Linked DNA regions of Pan troglodytes: region 1 is linked to region 2. The links are chromatin contacts, called in public Hi-C maps. All regions are on one chromosome and are shown on one strand. The core of a region is the stretch at or near the end of the contact, and the rest is flanking DNA. Distances in the headings are between cores, read along the strand shown.

Evidence for each region. Hi-C and Micro-C count contacts between places; a contact is called where the count stands out from the background.
Region 1: a contact with region 2 is called in a Hi-C map of stem cell-derived neural progenitor cells, with 2.2 times the contacts expected there. The contact joins the promoter of ATP5F1E here to the enhancer-like site in region 2. A contact is called at or near these places in 1 of 7 Hi-C or Micro-C datasets (stem cell-derived neural progenitor cells) and 1 of 1 datasets of contacts at active chromatin or transcription factors (stem cell-derived excitatory neurons).

The regions. Positions count from the first base shown.
Region 1 is chr21:65,326,783-65,333,511 of NHGRI_mPanTro3-v2.0_pri, reverse strand. It overlaps ATP5F1E (ATP synthase F1 subunit epsilon), which reads left to right and starts at 4,697. Exons shown (of 3, transcript XM_003317028.7): 1 at 4,697-4,852; 2 at 6,640-6,729. The coding sequence starts at 4,821. PRELID3B (PRELI domain containing 3B) reads left to right here. Exons shown (of 6, transcript XM_514752.6): 4 at 319-389; 5 at 506-608; 6 at 1,950-3,926. The coding sequence ends at 2,069.
Region 2 is chr21:65,171,440-65,177,850 of NHGRI_mPanTro3-v2.0_pri, reverse strand. All of the region lies in intron 1 of GNAS (GNAS complex locus), which reads right to left. All of the region lies in intron 1 of LOC104003639 (neuroendocrine secretory protein 55), which reads right to left. Among named protein-coding and RNA genes, the nearest start is that of GNAS, 38 kb to the right of the region's middle. Within about 2 kb of position 4,005, at least 3 of the 24 cell types and tissues checked have an H3K27ac peak or open chromatin away from gene starts, as enhancers often do. A contact at or near this core is called in stem cell-derived neural progenitor cells, where this site is marked.

The sequences.
Region 1 (6,729 bases), core at 3,448-5,947, 150 kb before region 2:
CTGCTTATGTGCTGGCCTAACTTGGCCCTGGATGTTGCTTCCTTACCCTTCCTGCTCTCATGATCTTGCCTATCTCTAAGGGGATAGCACTCAATAAAATGAGTTTGGGATTATGTGTATTATCATTATTATACTTTATTTCCTCAACTTTGCTTTTTAAATAAAAAGTAGGCAGTGAATAGTTTATGCAGTAATAGCAGCGGTTTATTTATTGTTTTGTATGTTTAGTAAGATTTTGGCTTGTGTGTTGATTTTAGCAACATTTTGAATCTTCAGTTCCAAAATGATTTGATCTTTTTTTTTTTCTTCATTCTGTAGATTTCATTTACAAACATGGTTTCAGTAGATGAGAGACTTATATACAAACCACATCCTCAGGATCCAGAAAAGTGAGTAAAAAATATTTTAACAAATGTATCGTAAAGGGTGTTTAAGGTTTTTTTATCAAGTTTTTTGAAAATGAAAGCTGGGTCATCTGAACCTGTGTGAATATGTTTTGTTCCAGAACTGTTTTGACACAAGAAGCCATAATCACCGTGAAAGGAGTTAGCCTCAGCAGTTACCTTGAAGGACTGATGGCAAGTACCATATCCTCAAACGCTAGTAAAGTAAGTGAGGCTGCTTCTTGGTTATTATTCCCTGGTTCATTTCCTGGGAATGGAATGGGGTGCTGACTGCATGTGTGTCCTTGTAAGCTGACCCTTGCCCATTCTACCATAGGAAACTGCAGCACGTTGGGCAGTTACTTACAAAGGCTCTGGGTTCACATCCAAGCTCTAACTTTTAGCCTTTTAACCTTGGGCAATTAAGTTAACCTTTCTATGCCTCAGTTTCCCGTTTTTAAAGTGGAGATTACCCATTTTACAGGGTTGATGTGGAGTAAATGAGATAACATATGGAAAGTGTGTAGCCTGAGGCCCAGCACTGAGGAAGTGCTCGATGATGTGTAGCTGTGTGTCATTTAAAGCACTGTTTCTCAACCTTTTTTCACTGTTGTCTCCCCCCAACTCATTTTAGACATTTTTTCCCTAATTGCCACCTCCATTAAGTTATATATCATATACATATGTGTGGGCTTTATACATTAAAAGAGGGAGATTTTTTCCATCCCCCCAAGAACCAATTTTTGCTTATTGAGAATGCATGATCTGAAACAGTAAGTTTAGAGAAAGATGCCATGCACTGTTACATAACACATGGTGAATGTGGTTATCAGGAGATACTCATGGATGCCTTCTCTGTGCCATGCAGAGTGCTAGGCTAGACAGGGTATACAGCAGGGAGCAAAACAAATGTGGTCCCTGCCCCCGTGGAACTAAGAGGCAGGTGACATTAATCATACAGCATGTAATTAGGAAAGTAAAGGTACAGAAAGGTATGAGAGTGCTTATTGAGTGTTCAGTAACTGATGTTTCTGCTGAGTGCCAAATGGGGGCAGGTGGATTGCGAGGGGTATTCCAAGAAGAGTGTTCTAGGTGGAGCAGCTGCGTGTGCAAAGGCCCTGAGACAGGAAGTAGGGAATGCTGTTTTTCAAGGAACTACATAGAACACTAGGAGAGAAGGGGTGAGGAGTGAGTTGAGGACCAGATCCTGCAGGACCTTGCACAGGATTTTGGTTTAAAATGTAAAGAAAAGGGATTTGACCTTCTTGCCCCTAAAAAGGGGACCACTATAATAATGAAACAAATAAGACATTCTGTCATTTAATTGTAGATTCATTTGAGAACATCTTTTGCATACAAAATAAAAGTCAGTTTATGGATCAAGCCAGTTGCTCAAGGCATTTGATGTTTGCTAAATAACATTAGAAAAAGCCAGGACAAAAACGATCTGTCATCCTGAGATTGAGTTAAACTTGTCACGCCCCTTGTTACTTCCTGGTGTGTCATTAGTTCGATATATGCCTTTGCTCTCCCTCAGTAACAATAAATGTATTGGATTTTTTTAAGGGCCGAGAAGCAATGGAATGGGTAATACATAAATTAAATGCTGAGATTGAAGAACTGACAGCCTCAGCAAGAGGAACCATAAGGACTCCAATGGCAGCAGCAGCGTTTGCAGAGAAGTGATTGTGACAGTTGGTAGACAACGTCGGGTACTCCAGGTCTCTCCAAACTGACTATATATTTATTTGGTATTTTAAAAATACAACTATATTTTGGGTAGTTTTTTTTTTTTTTTTTTGATAAGTTGGTGTAAGGCTATGTGACTTGATCAAAACAGATGCAGGGCCTCTAAATAAAAGGGATCATCTGAAATTAATGTTGTTTGAAATTACTATCTGATTTTGAGGGTTCCAGTATCTCTGTGAAAATTCAACAAGAACTCCTTGGAAACTGGTATTGATATTCAGTCTCCTTAAGGTAGATTTTTCAAGCTTTTCATACATTGGAACTCCACCTGACTTTGGACCAACCCCAGAACAGAGCAGAGCCACCTCCTATAGACGCCCATTGCCCTGCTGCTGTACACTTCAGCAGCTTGCACAAGGGAGCTCACTTAAAAGGAGAAATTGTGTAGTTTTAAAATATATTTTGTGTAAAATACCTTACTATGCTATAAACCACCATTAAAAACCAGTGTTTTGATTTGGTACTTAAATATTTTTGGAGTGAAAATTATCACTAAAGTAACATGACTCCAACAAAAGTATGGTTTCATTATAAAAGAGTACTGTATTGATTTGCCCAAGTTTTGTAACTTAGTAAAGGTATTAACTTCCTTGGATTTGTACTTTGTGATTTAGTATGCTGTATCGTGGGCTGGTTATGTTAACTGAAAAAAATAAAAGTCATTACCTGAGTTTTGCAGTGCTCTAACTTAAACAGAAGAACAGCTGTTCACATCTTTTAGCATTTCACATTTGCCTAACTTAAAAATTGCCATGTGTCAAAATCATGGTTTTGTAATTGCTAAGGCATGATATGTCAGGTTATTTGAATATAATTACTTTTTGAAGTAATTGTGACCACAAAACATCTTTTTTACATGAAGGAGCTGTGTATCATTTGAAATTACTCAAATGATGTCTTGCTCTGAGGCATAAATCCCAGGTACTTAGTGTTTTTAATAATATGGTGCCACTGCAGGATTTGGGGGCGGTGGGGAAGAACAAGGATAATGGTAGGGGGAGGCTTGGCCTGAAACTAACCACTGAGTGAATTGCACTGCAGGTTTTACTTAACGGGAATTCCTTATTTGGGATGTCAAGAGGGCAGCTGCAAACTGAAAAACAATCCAGTAAATGTACTTTATGTACTGTAGCAGGCAATTAACCATTAAATAATAGCTTTGACATTTGCAATTGTTGCATAGAGACTATTTTTGCTAGAAGATGATTAGCTCTTGCCTTTATTTTACAGTGCTTAGTGTGATAAACTTCTAGTCATGTTTCCTATCCAAGAGACCAGTTAATATATGTACATAAACCACAGAAATAGTATAACACACTATTTTTAAATTATCGTTTTCCTACTTAAATTTTGTTTAGCTTAAGACTTCTTAGGACATTTGTAAAAGCAGGTTAAATTTAATAAGGTTTCTGATTTTTTTTTGTAACCGGAGATAGTTTTTACAAGTGAAATAACATTTCAGCTAAATAAAACATCGCTAAATAATTGCTATTTGATGAAAATCTGCTTTGTATAATTTCTGTAAATTATCCTTGTTCTGAAAAAGGTGTAATGCCCTAATATTTTTAAATCCTTATCCTTTGATTTTTTTAAAACTGACCTATTGATAAAACTATACATTTTCATTTTCCAGTGCAGTTAGTTACCTTTTTAAACATAAATGCACAACAAGCAAATGAATTTAAGAGAACTAAACTGGAATAAGTGTTCATAAATGAAACCCTTGGACTATTTAATAAAGTTGAAATGTGGATTAAGGAAAACTTTTGTTAATAAAAACTTTCTTTTAAGTGATGTTTTTCCTGATTATAATTTCTTTTTAGTAATTAAAGGTGAAGGGCAAAGGCTTTTTTTTCTTTATGAGAGAAACACTTTAATTCCTAGACTGTGAGCCTTCACTGCGTTGGGTTAGTTTCTCTAAATCACAGGCTCTGAGATGAGCATTTTCCCGGCCGCGTGGCAGTTCCCCTGTGCCTCCAGTGGGTTTTCCTCACATTTTTCTTCCCATCCATTCCGGGCAACAGTGGCAACTGTTGCCTTACCCTCCGTCTTGTCGCACATCGGAAGCAGGTCCTAGAACTACAGAAAACGCTAGGGGGTCCTCCACTGGGTTTCCAGGGTTTAGTGTCACTCCGAGAAAGGGGGTGCCCTAACAGCCTTTCTAAATCTCAGCTCTCAGGACACGCTTGTCTGTCCACAGATTTAAAAAAGCCGGCGCCGTTTCCCTGAAGCGGGCGCAAAGCCAGGCCCTCGGAGCGGCCGTGCCCGCGCCGCCTCGCGTCCTCGCTTCCCGAAAGCACGCGGCTCAGTGGTCCTTAGCGAGCGGGGACACCCCGGCCTTCTTGCCCCGGTCGTCCCCGCCGGGGTAATACGGAAGGTCGGGGGACACACGCCCCGGGAGCTCTTGGAGCCAATAGGTGGGCGCGGCCGGCCGGCCCGCCCCGGGATTGGCACCCGCAGTCCAGACCGCGCGCGCCCATTGGCTCCCGGCGCCGGGGGGCTTCCGCGGCAGGGCAGCAGGGGCCGTGCTCAGGGGCGGGGCCGGGTAGGAGGCGGTGATTGGCAGGTCCGCACGCCCCGCCCCTTCCGCTTCTGTGGTCTGATCTTCCTGCGGCTGAACCGCCCGGCTGAGCCGACATTGCCGGCGTCTTGGCGATTCGGCCCGACGAGCTCCGCTTTCCCTACAGCATGGTGGCCTACTGGAGACAGGCTGGACTCAGGTAGGCCCAGGCCTCCAGAGGGAAGGGCTTCGCGAGCCGGCCCGCGCGCATCCCGGTGCCCAGAGGTCATGCAGGACACGGAGCAGCGGCCCCACGCGTGACCGGGGTTGGGCCAAGCCCAACCAAGATGGCGTCGCTATGGGCAAAGCGCTCAGGCGAGCGCGGCCTCGACCTCGCGTGGGAGCGCGTCTGTGTCCTGCCTCGCTTCCCGACGGTGCGGCCCAGCACCCACAGAGTGCCCCTGGACACCTTTGTGAATGGCAGGTTTCTCGAGAGAGAGAGAGAGGCCAGCTCTTATTCAGCAAACCTTTTTCTTCTAGAATGGTGCTGGAGCCAGGTGGTGAAAGTAGTACAGTCACATCCACCTCGGGAAACAGGAGATTTCTCTCCACGTGACCGCCGTTAGCAGCTTTGACCTTTAATCCAGCATCGAGGTGGAGCCTTTTACAACTTTACACATTTTTTTTTAAACTTTTAAGTCCTGTTGATTTCAGGTTTCCTTATGTCTAAAAGGGGTGAAAGCCGTAACTGTCGAGAGCCCCTCACAAAGATGAGAGGTGGCTCCTGGAAAGCTCAAATATGGAACCCACTTGAGGACATGGTGTCTCATAGTGGAACCGCAAACCATTGGTCTAGCTGTCACATCCGATTTTTTTTTACCCGTGCACCTGAGTGAGCAGAAGTACCTTGCTCTAGGTGACACACCTTGTTAGTTGACTGGATGGTGTAGCACTTTACATTTTGTGGGTACATGTGACTACACTACAGCGGAGCTTCCCGACTTGCTGAGGTCAAGCCAGCGAAGTCTTGTAGAATTGGAAGGATGGAAGGATGATAGTCCCAGTAGTAGATACCGTTTATTAGGCAACCTACCCTGTGATCCGTACTTTTTCACACTTGTTTTTCCTCCTTCCAGCTATCAACAGGACAGATATTATTGTCCTTTTATTCTGTTGTTTTTTTCAGGTGAGTAAACGTGCTGAAAAGGTTGAACAGCCTGAAGGTCACCCAGTTAGTAAGAATGGAAGCAGGCATTGGAACTCATACCTCTGAGTCCCCAAAATAAATTCTAAAACATGAGAAAATAGCACCCCTCCCCGCTTCCTGTTTTTCAAAAGTGGGAAAGGTGATCTGACATCTTTTGGAAACTACAGTGTTGATGGGAGTCCATCTACCAAACAGGAAGCAGGTTTTACAGTTCTGCTAGAATTGATGATGTTCTCTAAGCACTTTTCAGTTTGATTTAGAAATCTTCATTAGGAGGTTATTTTCAGTGGCAGACTTGTGAGACAGAATTCAGTATTCTCAGAGAAGAGTTTAAATAATTTAGAACGAATTGTTTTAATTCAAAATAGTTTTCTCTTATGTATACCTCATTTTCCAAGAATAATATAATTAAAGTTTTAAGGAGAGAAATCGAGGAGAGAATTGATGATTCATGTTATGGTCTCTAAACATTTCAGTCTTTTTCTATGCTGTGGGATTTTTAAAAACATTTATGCATCTTTTATTTTGAATTAATATACACTAAAGAGAAAACACAGTACAAAGAAGAAAAATCAAAGATCATCCATCCAAACACCAGTTAATACTTTGGTACATTTTTTTCTAGTTCTTTTTCTTTGTATAGTTACTTTTTGGCATTAGTCATATTTTTAAATCCAATTCTACAATAAGGTACAACCAAACCAAAATAAAAAGTACAGGAAGAAAAGCGAAAACACAGTAACAGCTGTCTGGCTGGAATATTGATAATTAACCATATATCTTCTCTCATTTTCTCCCAGCTACATCCGATACTCCCAGATCTGTGCAAAAGCAGTGAGAGATGCACTGAAGACAGAATTCAAAGCAAATGCTGAGAAGACTTCTGGCAG
Region 2 (6,411 bases), core at 2,756-5,255:
ATGGCGTGAACCCGGGAGGCGGAGCTTGCAGTGAGCCTAGATCGCGCCACTGCACTCCAGCCTGGGCGACAAACCCAGACTCCGTCTCAAAACAAAACAAAACAAACACAAACAAACAAAAAAGAAAATGGAGATGGACCTGCAATGTCTAGAAAGGTAGGGAAAAGAGACAATCTAACTGGGACAAAGCCCTTCTAGGTTCTAAAGCAAACAGGTTTGTCCTACAATTCAGCTCTTGGAGGATTTTAGGGATTGATGCAAGTCCAGGATTCTAGGAAATGTGTCACCAAAATTGGTATTATTAGAGAAAGTGGCACAAAGCTACAAGTGCAGAGTCTGATCTGCAACATGCTAATTACATCTATTTTTATCCCAGGGTTGCAGTGACCTAACACCAAGAAATAAAAACTCTGGAAAACTAGCCCTTCACATATGGAAGGTATGATTACCCCCGGGTATGGGAGCCCCTGGGAGAACTTTCACTGGGTCCAGGGGTTTAACCTGAGGTGAGAAAGCAGCAGTCACCCAGGAAGGTGGTTGACTTTCAAGAGCACTTGGCAACAGTGAGGGAAGGCACATGGGGAGTTGCAGGATGATGTCAGCATGTAGTAAGAGGGGAACTCTGAAATGTCCAAGGCCAGCCCAAGCAAACGGCGCTATCTCCACGTGGTGCCCTGGTCTGGAGAGGGAAGGAAGAAGGCTAGGCTGTGTTTTGCCAAGCCAAGACTTATCACTGAGGAAGCTTTCCTCAATCCATTCCCCTGATAGCAAAGGCCCTGGATCCCTATCTTCTGCCAAGATGGTGCCAAATAGCTCAACCATACAAAGGAAATGGATATAAAACTTAATTGGGACCCAGAGACATCTAATCTCCAAGTTAAAGCACCACTCCTTTTACTCATAACCATTGGAGGCATCCCAAAGCCTAGAAAAGCCGAAATGACCCTCAATTCATATTCTGGTGTTATTTAACCCACGCCTCTGGGAGGCGCTCAAGAACAGGATAATTTAATGTCATTCTCAGCCTGAAAATTCCTTAGTTTTCTTTTAATTAAATCAGTAATTATTTTAAATGCATCATTTCAACAAGATACCATAAGTTAGTTGAATGAATGCATGTAAAACCAAAATGTTGACTGGCATAATCCCCAAATCGAATTAATATTTTAATCTTAGGTATAACATACTTTATATTTCATACCTTGCACGTTCTTAAATGTGTTAAATGTGTTTTCCACAACTTGGCATAACTACACATCCACTCAGTTTATTGGGTGGGGAGGCAGAGAAGAGAACTTTGTTTAAACAAAACAAAACAAAACAAAAAACTATGACTAAAGGATAGAACTCTACAGCAGACATTTAGTTTCTACAATTGATGCCAAAGGTAGAAGAGATTTTGAGAGGAAAAAAAAAATAGATGGATAATTTCTAAAACATGTAAAGCAAAACAGCAAATATGCAAATGCAAGAAAAAAAAAAACACAACTAGCAGCATGAAAACCCCAGGGAAACAAACAAGAACATCATGGTAATTGATAGTAATTGAACCCCTGCTTAACCTTCCTCCCAATACCTGATAATTCTGTGAAATCACCCAGCTGTCACTCTTGTCCTTTTAGAAACATGACATTGATTTGTCTAGCAAAGACCCATCATTAGAATTCTGAGGTCTGCTTAATGGGGCCACTAATAAATCTAAGTCATCAATTCTTGACCTTTTGTTTCCTGAAATTCTCGGTATGTGGTAAACTGCTGAAAACACATTTTCAAGGTCTGTGACTGTAACATGAAAAATAAAGGATCAAGGCTGCGCTTTGAAGGTCTGATCATATCTGGGCTCTGCCCTGCCTGCACCCCCGAGGGAAAATAAGTAAGATGGATTCGGAACAGCATCTGGGGGTCATATCAATACCCTCTTTTGGGCTGAGCTATTTGCAAATAAAAATGGACCGTGTAAGACTGAACTACAAAGGGAGATGTGCCAAGGAGCCATTGCCCCTTCCTCTGCCTCTCCATGTTCCCTTCCTCCCCCATCTGCCTGGCTTTTTACTGCACTGAGAGATCAGGAAAAATTCCAGCCAAGAGAGTCTAAACTGGCTATGCACACGAGGAAAAAGAGAGAGAGAGAGATTATCTAGTCTCAGTTTTGGTGACTTTGAAATAAAAGGTTTGGGTTGGGGAGGGTCAGCTTTTTTTTTCAAGGAACAGAATCATGGAGATTTTTTCTTTTTCTGTAAAAGTGAAATGCTTCTCAACCTTATTTTTTGCTGGCTGGATTGAGCTGGTTGTAACCTAAGACAAAATGTGGGCAGGTGCCTTCAGCTTCCTCTAAATTCTAAGATGGCTGCAGGCACCAGATTCTGACAGTGATGTTGCTGAGAGTCTAGCCATAAAGATATCTTTCCACACGGTTCTCCCTCCACGTCTGCCTAGAAGGACTAGCCTGCTGCTTCATTTCCCCCCTCCTCTGCAGCCGATTTCAGATGGCTGCAGCAGAGAAAGCGAGGCCCCCACACCTTGTTTGTGTGTACCCTTCCTTCCGCACCCCTCTGAGTGCATTTGGGCTGTGTTGGGGTAACATCAGGACAGGTGGTTGGCTGAGCTGATCCTCTCAAATATTCAGGCAAACTGGTTGTTTATAGACAAAACATCCAGATGCTTTTTCACGATTGAACTTTTGACCAAATTGATTGTATGCTTTGGTGTCAAGAAGACAAAAACCCAAGTCAAAAAGGTCCCCAGAACAGGACATTTGCAGGCAATGAATAGTAGGAAGAATTACATATTTCTAGCAATGAAAAATGTGAGTTTTTTAGATTGTGCTAAATGACTCGATATTGACCAGAGCAAAGCTACAAGTGAAAGAATGGATCTTTTTAAGGTTATATTGTTCCCATTTATTTGGCTTTGTGCTGCCAGAAAGTGGCTTGGAGGCTTGCTTTTTAGTGCTCTGTGAAATGTAAATGGTCTAAATTAAGAAGCTATCTAATCTCAAACAATATTAATTGTGACATGAAAAATGAGACCAATTCTTCCGACATTACAATCACCACCACCTCACATTAACTGATCACCTCACTATGTTTCTCAAAAGCCTGCATATTTTCCTTTTCCAAAGTGCCTATTTTTAAGAGGAGACAAAAATCCTCAAATACTTTACTTATTCTGATGCTGAAAATGTGGTCTGCTAAAGTGGGCTTCCTTTGGCCTCCAGGCTCTGCAAACCTCTACATCTCATTTGTCTCCCTCCCCCCCCCCCCACCCGCACCCCCACCACCACCGCTGCCTCTGCATTAAAACTCTTTCTAAAATAAAACCACTAAGCAGCCAGGCGGTCATAAGCCAGGATGCTGCTCCTGCATCTCCCTCCTTCCAGACAGAACTGCCGGACCCTAATGTTGCTTTCCAGAAGGAATAGGGGGAAAATGCATTTTCACATATTTTTTAAGTGTTTTTCCCTAAATGGGTCCATTACAATCAGCCAGATCACTGTTCCTCCATCTCTGTAGCAGGCAGAATCACCACGCATGGAGATAGGAGCAAATTTGTATTTCCAGTTGGCTCTGATGGGGAGATTGCAGTTGTTCTAGGGAAAGGCGATCTCTATCCCTGCAGTACTGCCTCACAATTTCAAGACCACTGCCTCCTCCCGTAAGATTCTGCAGATGTTGCACTTTGCTTGTTAAACCTCTTGCTAAATGTAAGAAATAAAGTTGTTTTACTTGTAAATGTCCGTAATTCACCTACTGCAAAGCCCTAAGTCCTTGCTGTTTCATTACCAGCTGCCCATTAATAACCATCAAATTAGAAGTGTCTCTAGCAGCATGACAATTTAGTGAGGGGAATAAGAACAGAAAATCACAAATTGTTCAGAGAAGTTGCTGCATAGCAGGCCTCCTGGGGCCGGGGCCCGATGCCCCTTGGTGTTTAGTTCAAGGCCATGGGGCTCTCTTGGGTGACATCACTTCTAACATAGATACTGTGTAATTCAGTTACACAAAAGCAGCCCAGACAAGCAGGCTCACATCGTCTCTTGTGCTCTGCGTAAGTCTGCACCAGAGGCTCTCAACACAGCCTGCACTTCCTGTTGCATGCCAGGAAAGGGCCCTAAAACCAAGGAGGGAGGTGAAAGGAAACACAAAATAATGCACCTTCTTTGTTTTTGTTTCTTTTCCGCCCTCTCTGCTCCCTTCATCTCTAAGGACTCCACAGCTAACCTGGACTCATTTTGTTACTTCCCATTCCCAGGAAGAAAGGCTTTTTCCAGCTGTGAGAGTCTAGGATTCACTTATATCTCTTTCTAAACACTACCAGCCCAGAATTCTCAGGCCACTTTTGGGTGTTGTAGCAACACAATAGGTGCCTCCTGTGGACCCCATGCCTCCAATCAGAGCAGGGATTACTGGCAAGGCCGGGAGGTGGGAAGTCAGGGACAGCGCCGTTCTCTCGTTCTTGCTTGAGCTGACTGTACCCTCTTAACATCTGGTGCTCCAACTCTTTCCCCATTCCTAAAACACGGCTGGCTTCTGCCCATCAGAGCATCAGTCCTGGGCTTCCTGGGCTCTGTCCCTTTATCCTGCTCTGAAGCCCTTAAGTGTCCATTTCAACCTCACACCTGACTTAGCACCTGACTTTAAAGAAAAACATCCTTTTCAACAATAAGGTACGTGACCACTTGAAACCCCTCCAAGGCTTTCAAAGCTGCTGGAGCAGAGCACAACTAGGAGAACCAGCCCTGGGGTTAAAATCTCACGGAAGGGAAGGGGGAAGCTGGCATGTAGCAGGTGGCTCCTTTGGGCCATCCTATTCACCATTTGCCCCTGGCTGACTAGTCTTGGGCCCCCACAGAACAGGCCACTGGTGCACAGGCTCAGGGAAGGGCTTCTCTCCCCCTCTCCAACTGCATCTGTCATTTGGCAGTGACAGCCGCTTTGCACTCTGTACCTTGGCAGCTCACATCTCTTTCAGAGCCCCCTCCTTTCCCCCCACCACGAGCCTCCTCTGTAAAAACCGGAAAAAAAAAATCGTGTTCTTTCATCATAATTAAAGTGCTGTCAGGGAAAATGGCATGGCTGAGTTTTGCTGCTGTTGAAATGACCCTCCTCCTCCACTCCTCTTCGCTTCCCTCATTTGCTAAAGTGGTCCTTTCTCTGCCTGAAATCAGGCCCTTTGGTGATGGAAATTTTAGCTTAAAGCAGAGTTCTAAGCAGAATCCTAACCTTGCGAGGGTGGGGAGAAAATCAATGTTTTGAGCTGGTGTCTGTTTGCAGCGAGGTGCTGGTGAGGCCATTTTCATCAGGAGGAACGGTGGTGGTGGCTACTTCTGGGCTTTAGATCCACACAAGGTCTCCTAAATACAAGTCACTGTCATGGTACACAATTTAGCAAAACTTGGAGGCTGATTTTCCCCGTTGACTTAGCTAAGGGTCAGGAGGAAGCTATTTAGAAGTACAGAGGTTCTGCATCTGGGAGGATAAAATCCAAACGCCTCTCATGCTCAGAGGGAAAGCACGCCTGCATGTTTACTATCGCTGCTGGCCTACGTGCTTGTGTGTCTGAAATAAAACTGTAACTTATATAATTCGATGCTCTCCTCCTCACTGAGTGTTACTGAGTCATACTTGGGTTGGGGGGGGTACTTCTTGTGCGTTGTGGACACCGCATCATGTAGGGGTCTTTTTAACACCTCATATCATTTTGTGACAATGTCATTCTAATCCTGTTAGCCATTACAGAACTTTCTGAAAATAATTTCAGGTGGGTGACATTAAAAAAATAAAAACCCACCCCTCTGAGTGACTTTGAACTCTGCCATTAGAATCCATGACATCTGTTCAAATACACATTATGGGAGGGACTCATAATATTAATCCCAGCCGTCACCTACTTACATTATAAGGAAACTCGAGTGTTAGGAGCTTTCAAAATTAGTTTAATTTCCTTTTCCTAAAGATCACGCATCTCAGAAAGGCCCCTTTTAACTTACACTGGGGAACTTAATTGGCAGGCTTTTGGGTTTCTATAAGAGTATTGCTAATATCTGGCAAGTCAAGATGGCAATCTGGGCCGCCCTCAATGGAATCATTAGCTGTTAATACACCTCTGAGTAACTCTAAGCTAAGGTGTGAAATCAACCCAAGCGCCACTAAGCCCCAGTTTTTCCTAAGGATATAACCGCAGGACAGTTGGGGGGGCTGTTTATGTAACATACAAACAACAAGGTTGTTTTGCTGCTGGCTTATTTGCTGGCCTGGACTCCTGCCTCCTTGCTCCTTCCCCCATGTCCTTCACATTATATTTCTTTTTTAAAGAAAGTAAAGCAACCGTATAGTACTCAAGCCTCTTTTATTTCCTGACTGTTGTATGTGTCATAGCCGTGGACGCTGGAGAAAAACATGGGGCTTGTCA